2 separate regions of the Oryzias latipes genome follow, and region 2 is linked to region 1. Evidence: chromatin contacts called from public Hi-C data. All regions are on one chromosome and are shown on one strand. Each heading gives the region's core, a stretch centred on a gene start, on an enhancer-like site or on the middle of the called end of the contact. The rest is flanking DNA. Distances are from core to core; before and after follow the strand shown.

Region 1 (3,322 bases), core at 352-2,851:
ACAAAAAAAGGGATTTCAGAAAAAAATGCTTTGGAGAACGAGTTATTTTTAAGCGCCTTTTCCTTTTCTCCCCTCCTCTCTTTTTTTGCGCCTTTTCTTTCACCTCTCTAAAATCCCGTTTGATTTCCCGTTGAAAGACCAAGGCTCTGTCACAATAAGCTTACCAAAAGTTGGAAAAACAATCCCAGGTTTTGGCAAAAAAAGGGGGGGGGGGCTGGGAAAAGAGAGAGAGTTGGCGTCCACGCGGCGTTTTAGTCCATGCACGACTCCTGTGCCTCTGTCCAACGTGCTGAAAGCATAACACAGCCAGGGTGAACTATGAGGGGCCAAGACACTGTCTCTACTTTTGTTTGAGTCTTACCCCCCCCCCCCCCCCCTCGAATTACTGCTTCCCATTGTCACGTGTGTTTTCCACCCCGTGCCAAAGCTGTCCTGTTAATATTTGATCAAATATTGGTCGGATATTTCCTTCCAGATAAAACGACAAACGCCGGTTCAGCAGTGCACGCTCGCTTGAAAGCCTGGAGATTCAAACTGCTGCTACTCCGCACCGTTCTTCCTCCGAGCTGTCATGCTTTTGACAAGTGTCACGGGTAATTGGCTTATATTCTAAAATGTGACCAACGCGCTTAAGCAAAAAAATAAAAATAAAAATAATAATAATAAAACAGAAATCATCATAACATACATGCATAAAACATGCGAGCACGCAGCCCTCCAATACAGCCACACATTGCGCGCAGACACAGTGTAATATGTCCTTACCCCTCTCAATGAAACGACATATCCTGAGCAGAGAAATGCCACACAATCTGTTGTTTAATTATTTTTTTCCCCTCTCACACAAGCTTTGTCAACACCAGCCTCAGCAGACGCGGCTCTCGAGTTTGTCAAGTAGGAGTCCAACCCTTCCAGCGATGCGTTGCCAGACTAAACAGCGAGCACGACTCTTTTACTTGTAATCATTGCTGATCTGCTGCGAGTTTTCATCGCTACTTACCATTTTCCCCCCCATATGCTGTCCTGGAGACAGAAGTGTCTTAATATCCACTCACTCCAACAGATGCTGGTAGGTAATGTGTCTTGTTTGAAGTCATCATATGAGAACTTCTGCTGTGCACAGTAGATCGCCCACCACTTCGCTGACTTATGAATCTAATAACCCTTTGCAATATCGGCGTGCTTAAACTCTCTTAGGCAACACCTTGGTGGCTCTTCAGTTGAGACAAACAACAACAAGCTGTGGATGTCAGAAAAGCTCGTGCAGATATACGTAACACCCTCGCCGGGACAACGCCATTAGGGGTCTTACGTGATTCAAAGGACTGCTGCACAAGTTTATGGAGGGGTTGAAGCTTCTGACTGTTCCCCCGTTGCTGCTTCAAATCTTTTAAATCCACAGTGACGGACATAAAACTTCTGACACGTTCGGGCGTTTGCGTTATAGACCGTAAACTCCCTACTTGGCGCGGGGGCCACAGGCCGATTACGCACACACTAACTTGTCATGAAGGTGGCTCTCGAACGCGGACAGTGCGGCACAGGGAAAAAAAAAACATCCATGGCTACCATGCGTGTGCATGTCAACTTCCAGAGGAACTTGTTGCTGCGCAAAAGAAAGAAAAAAAAAAAAAAAAAAAAAACAACTCCCCCACCCCTTTCTCTAATGTTGAGTTGTTTGCCTCTCATACATACTTACATTGACAAATCTGCAGGGAGTGCTGCGTAATACTTTTGTTTGACCCCTCCGGCACAGAATTTCCCTCCCAAAAAAAAATGTAAATGAAAAATTGGTAAATTTAATCCCCGTCCTCAAGAGGCGTACTTACACCGACAGCTGCGTGGAAAGGCAGGTGTGACACTCTCTGGATCAGGAATATCTTGAAGTTCAAAGGCGAAATCTGTTTTCAGTAAAATTCCATCACTTGCACTGCCAACACTCAGCCATCTGATTGTTATGCAGTGACGAAGCGCTGTGCTGTCAAGTGAAGCCCCAAATGTACTAAGTAACATGAGTAATATGTGATATTTGACGGACTCTTTTCCAACATCCCAAACTTTCTACAGAGAAACGTCTCATTTTGGTGGACCCCCCCCCCCCGCTCCTTTTTTGGTCATATTTTATAGAAATCACGCAGAGCAGGTGGTGCGTTTTTTCTTCTTTTTTGCTGTAACTTGTAGGTGAGGATGTCTTCAATCAGGACTTCTCTCAACTCCCTAAAAGTTTCTGGGGGCACCAAGTGGAGGTCCCCTTGGCTGTGGTGCATCATGCATTGATTCAATCAACTGATACAAATATGACACATTACTAATTTGTCAGACTGGATTAGAACAAAGCAGAAACTTGTAAAAAGTTTAACATTTCTGTCAAAAAGACACAAGATGGCATTATCTGATAAAATTAGTAGAAATCTAGTTTTTTTTAAATGGTAATCCTAAGTTTTTCTTGGTGTTGAGTGAGAGTTAAAGGCAACAAGTGTTGGACAGAGTCACACATGCTGTAGCTTATCATCCTTGAACTCCCTACTTGTTGACTTTTCACACAGGGGGGCTACTCATTACAGGCTGGTAATAAAAGGCAGCCACGCAAAGAGGAGAGGTAACACATTCCAGCTCAGCGTGGACAGCATTAAGAGGATGAACAAGTCCCTTCACTCGCTTCACATGATTAAATGATCAAGATGTATGTGTCCCATCACGTCTCGGGCTCCTACCATCATCCTACTCTCAGGCCCTTTCTTGCTTCCTGACGTGGTAACTTGACTTGCTCCTACTTGTGATGTTGTTAACACTTCCTCTGCTCCCACACCTTTTGCAGACTCGGTTACTGACTCATGCTCGTCTCTTTTCCACTATCCATGCCCTCCCCCGCATTCTTCACCATCACATCTTATACCGAGCTGGAGGTCACAGATCAATCCCTTCATCCCCTGAGTGGCGTGTGACTGCGTGGCATTTAGCTCCACGATCTGCCAAGGTGCTTCACCTCTTTTAAACCCACCTGGGGAACTTTTAGGCGTTCGTGTGGGTTGGGCAAAAATGTGTTGCTAACTTGTTGAACCTTGCGGACAAATGTGGGCTGGAGCATGAAGAAGACTAATCTGGAGGGGGGAAAGAAGAGCTATAGAGACAAAGCAGCTCTTCTCCTTGGTGTCTGTTTCAGTGCCACTTGTTGTGATACACAATCTGCCTTTAAGATGTGCCAACAATCTGCCAAGGAAAAGCTTGAAAATGAACTCGGTGTCCGCCTGTGACAACTGAACAAAATGAATCAGTAAAAAGATAGTATTGTTGAGGCCGTTTTGACACTGCACTCGTCATT
Region 2 (3,415 bases), core at 313-2,812, 330 kb after region 1:
CAAAAACCTGCATAAAAAGATGGCATAGGCATTTATTTGAAATAATAAAAATAAAGCATAGCTCTCGAATTTATGCAGAAATACACACATAAGAAAAATACTGGAAACATGAGATCAATCCATATGTACGTAAAAAGATTGTGAATTAAAAAAAAAATAAAGCCCACAGACCATGTTATCAAAAATGGGGGGAGGGGAGGGGGCTCAAATCAAGGCCATAATTGAAACGATGCAAGTCGTGGTTTGAGCCTGACATGCCAGACGGCGTGAAGGTCGGTCGTGGCGCAGCAGGCCACGTGCGTCCTAACATCAAAACCTAAAGAAAGTGTGAATGGATTCCCCCCCAAAAATCCGTGCGTGACCCGCGCGTCCTCCTGTGTAACCTGCCTGCCAATAAGATTCGTGTTCAGGCCCCTGCACCGCGGGCTCCGTTGGCATGCAAACCCCTGCAAACGCTGCTCACGCGCGCACACGCACGCACCCCTGATTGCATAATTTTGTCCTTAGTCAGAGGCGTGACTACAAACCCATGTTGGTTTTTTTTATAAACACGTTTTTGTGCGGCCTGAGGAGCTGCTTATGCCTATATTCCGGTATAAAAATAAAGAATTGAATAAGTCATTTATAAATAGAAACGGACACATCATGCTGTACCTCACCTGTACAAATGGCCCAGGGTCTTCCCCGCGAATTCCTTGACCCCCGCCGTGGCTTTAGTCTTCATGGATTCCATATCCAGTTTCTGTGTGGTGGCCTGTTTTTCTAAACGTATATCTCTATTTTACTGCCTCAGCGTCATGTTACAGCGCAGGATGGCCGACTGCAGCGACTATCCAAAGCAACACACCAACTTAGAAAACCAATGCAGCCCAGCGAGGCAGCGATCCAGCCGCAGGAGGACGATTTTCACCGCCGAAAAAAAAGCACAAACACCTTCTCACAAGAAAAGGTGAATCAATCGAGGTGCGCGCCTTCATCCAGCTCATCTGCCGCCTGGCGTAAAGTAACCGCGCCAGCAAGTGCCATGACGACGGAAACAGCGAGCGTCTACTCTGTCAGAGCTGGAAACCAAAACACAAAGGGAGCCTCAGCACCACTAAAGGAGAAATTAATTTAAAAAAAAAGTCAAAACAATGAAGTCACGGATTTGGATGTAAAGGTTCTGTTTGAAGTAGCTTGAATAAATCAAAGTGGGAGTGAGGCTGTCTCGTGTCTCCTGTGGTGAGCGCAGGTTGATCTGACGTCGTTCAGCACCGAGGTCAGCGACAGCAGCGCCGCGACCAACATCTGTCCAGCTGCTGAGAGCACGCAGGACCCAGTTCAAGCGCGCGAGACCACATTCAAAAAATATTGGGTTGAAAGATCTACATAATACCAGATAAGAAAATCTTTAGTTTGCAGCTAAATCCACGTGAAAACAACGCTTTCAACAAAACATATTTTTGCTTGAACACCCAGCTTAAAACAAAGAAATAATAATCTTAGTATTATGTATAATAAAGATTACAAAAAATGAATCAATCAGGGGCTGAAAGAAGAAAGCTGTAGCTCTCTGGAGGGCGGTGCTATGGAAACCAAATAAGTGGACCCCCCCTCCCACCCACACACACACACACACATACACTCCCATCCCCTTCCTTTCCTACTCCTTCCAGCAACACTGGAAGCCATCAATAATTTAAGCGCATCAGCTATTTTTTCCACTTTATTGAACATGTCTTCCTTGAAAATCATGATTATGAAAAAGGAAAAATAAAAAAGCAAACAAGCGTTTTTTTTACTACAAAAACATGAACAAAAAATGCTCCAATCGAAATAATAATAATAATAATAATAATAATAACAAAAAGATGTCAACATGAATTCCTGCAAAACTGTAGGAAGAAAATGAAACTGTGCTCTTGAAGCTTTCCTTATCATTCGTGGGACTCGGGCACCACCTGGCGGCCAAAGTGGAAGATCCACTGACTTCTGTGAAAAAGATTTAGTTTTGATCTACTTTTTCCAATTTACTGTCATTAATCTACTTTTGTAAATAACGTTTGAGAAGCACTATTTTTATATTAATGTTTAGATTTTTAACAGTCTCCTAATGATGGTTCATAACTACGTTTATAAAGGAAAGCCTTTGAAAACCAAGACTATATTTTACTGTCAGTTTAAAGTAGTGACCATCACATCGATGGGAAGTTTGTTAAGAGAAGAGATCTAGTCATAGTGGTGTTGAAAGAGATAAATAAAGAGACTTTTGCATCACTAAAAAGTAAAATCTTTTAATTTTTAATCGTATACAATTGAAAAAATATGCTAGATATCCTGAAGTGACACCAAAAAGACAGGAAAAACTGTGTAACATCAGAATTTTAAAGTTAAACCATCTGACTGACTTGATGTTTAAAATAAAAGGACAGGGGCTGCTTTGTTTTTCTTTTAGAGCCACATAAATTATAATATTGATCTTGTGTATGTTTTTAAAACATCAGTTGAATGGTAAATTAATCATTATTTAAAAGAAATTAAATTGTTGTAAATGCCTTTTTTAAAATTAAAATGACCCGAGCATTCTAGTGTGATTACAGACTATATTTTTAAAAGCAAGGGATTTAACCTCTGTTGTTTATCTACGCAAAGCTGTGCAGCTCTTTCAAATATTTAGTGCACCTCATGCAATTTCAGCTGTTTCCTCCCAATCCCGAACGCAAAACAAGCAGTTTTTATCATTTTGTTTCACTCATTTTAATATTGATTTTTCAATAGATTTCTGCAAACTAAACTTTTCACACAAATGTCAAGACAATTTTTCTGCAAACATACAAGGACCTAAGTTCACAAAATGTTTTAACCCTTCATCAGTGCATTCACAGGAGCTATGCAAATGAATATATATTTGTACCACTTCCAGACCTGTTCCCAGGATTGAAATAATGTCCAACCTAGTCCCACATTGTTTTTTTAGATCTACAACAGTGTCATCTCATAATACTGCATGGTGGGATGGTGGTTAGCACTGTCGCCTCACTGCAAGAAAGCCCTGCACAGGATTAAGCAACCATAGAAGATGGGTGGAATATCGCCCCCTCATCATTTGACAAACTACTCATACATTAACATCGATTTATTTCGCAAGACATTTCTAAAAACAGAAAACCAAATTATTTTTAGCCTATAAAGACTCAGAAATTTAAACATTAAACAATGCCTGGACAAACATAAAAATGCTGCACCACGACTTCCATGATGCTGCATGCTGTTGTTCATCTTTAGGCCTATCCCTTCAGGGCTCGCCACAGCGAATCTGCTTTTACAGATCCGGATAGGTGGTTTGGCAGAGTTTTACGCTGGATGCCCTTCCTGACACAACCCTGTATTTTCTCTGGGCTGGGGACTGGCACAGGGAGACCCAGAGGGTCGCCTT

The links. Hi-C and Micro-C count contacts between places; a contact is called where the count stands out from the background.
Region 2: a Hi-C map of gastrula embryo shows a contact between it and region 1, with 2.5 times the contacts expected there. The contact joins the promoter of LOC101166288 here to the promoter of bdnf in region 1. A contact is called at or near these places in 5 of 5 Hi-C or Micro-C datasets (embryo, fibroblasts and gastrula embryo).

The regions. Positions count from the first base shown.
Region 1 is chr3:17,919,329-17,922,650 of ASM223467v1, forward strand. bdnf (brain-derived neurotrophic factor) reads right to left here and starts at 1,602. Exons shown (of 2, transcript XM_020713401.2): 1 at 1,001-1,602. The coding sequence starts at 1,015.
Region 2 is chr3:18,249,703-18,253,117 of ASM223467v1, forward strand. LOC101166288 (vesicular glutamate transporter 2.1) reads right to left here and starts at 1,563. Exons shown (of 12, transcript XM_004067032.2): 1 at 660-1,563. The coding sequence starts at 733.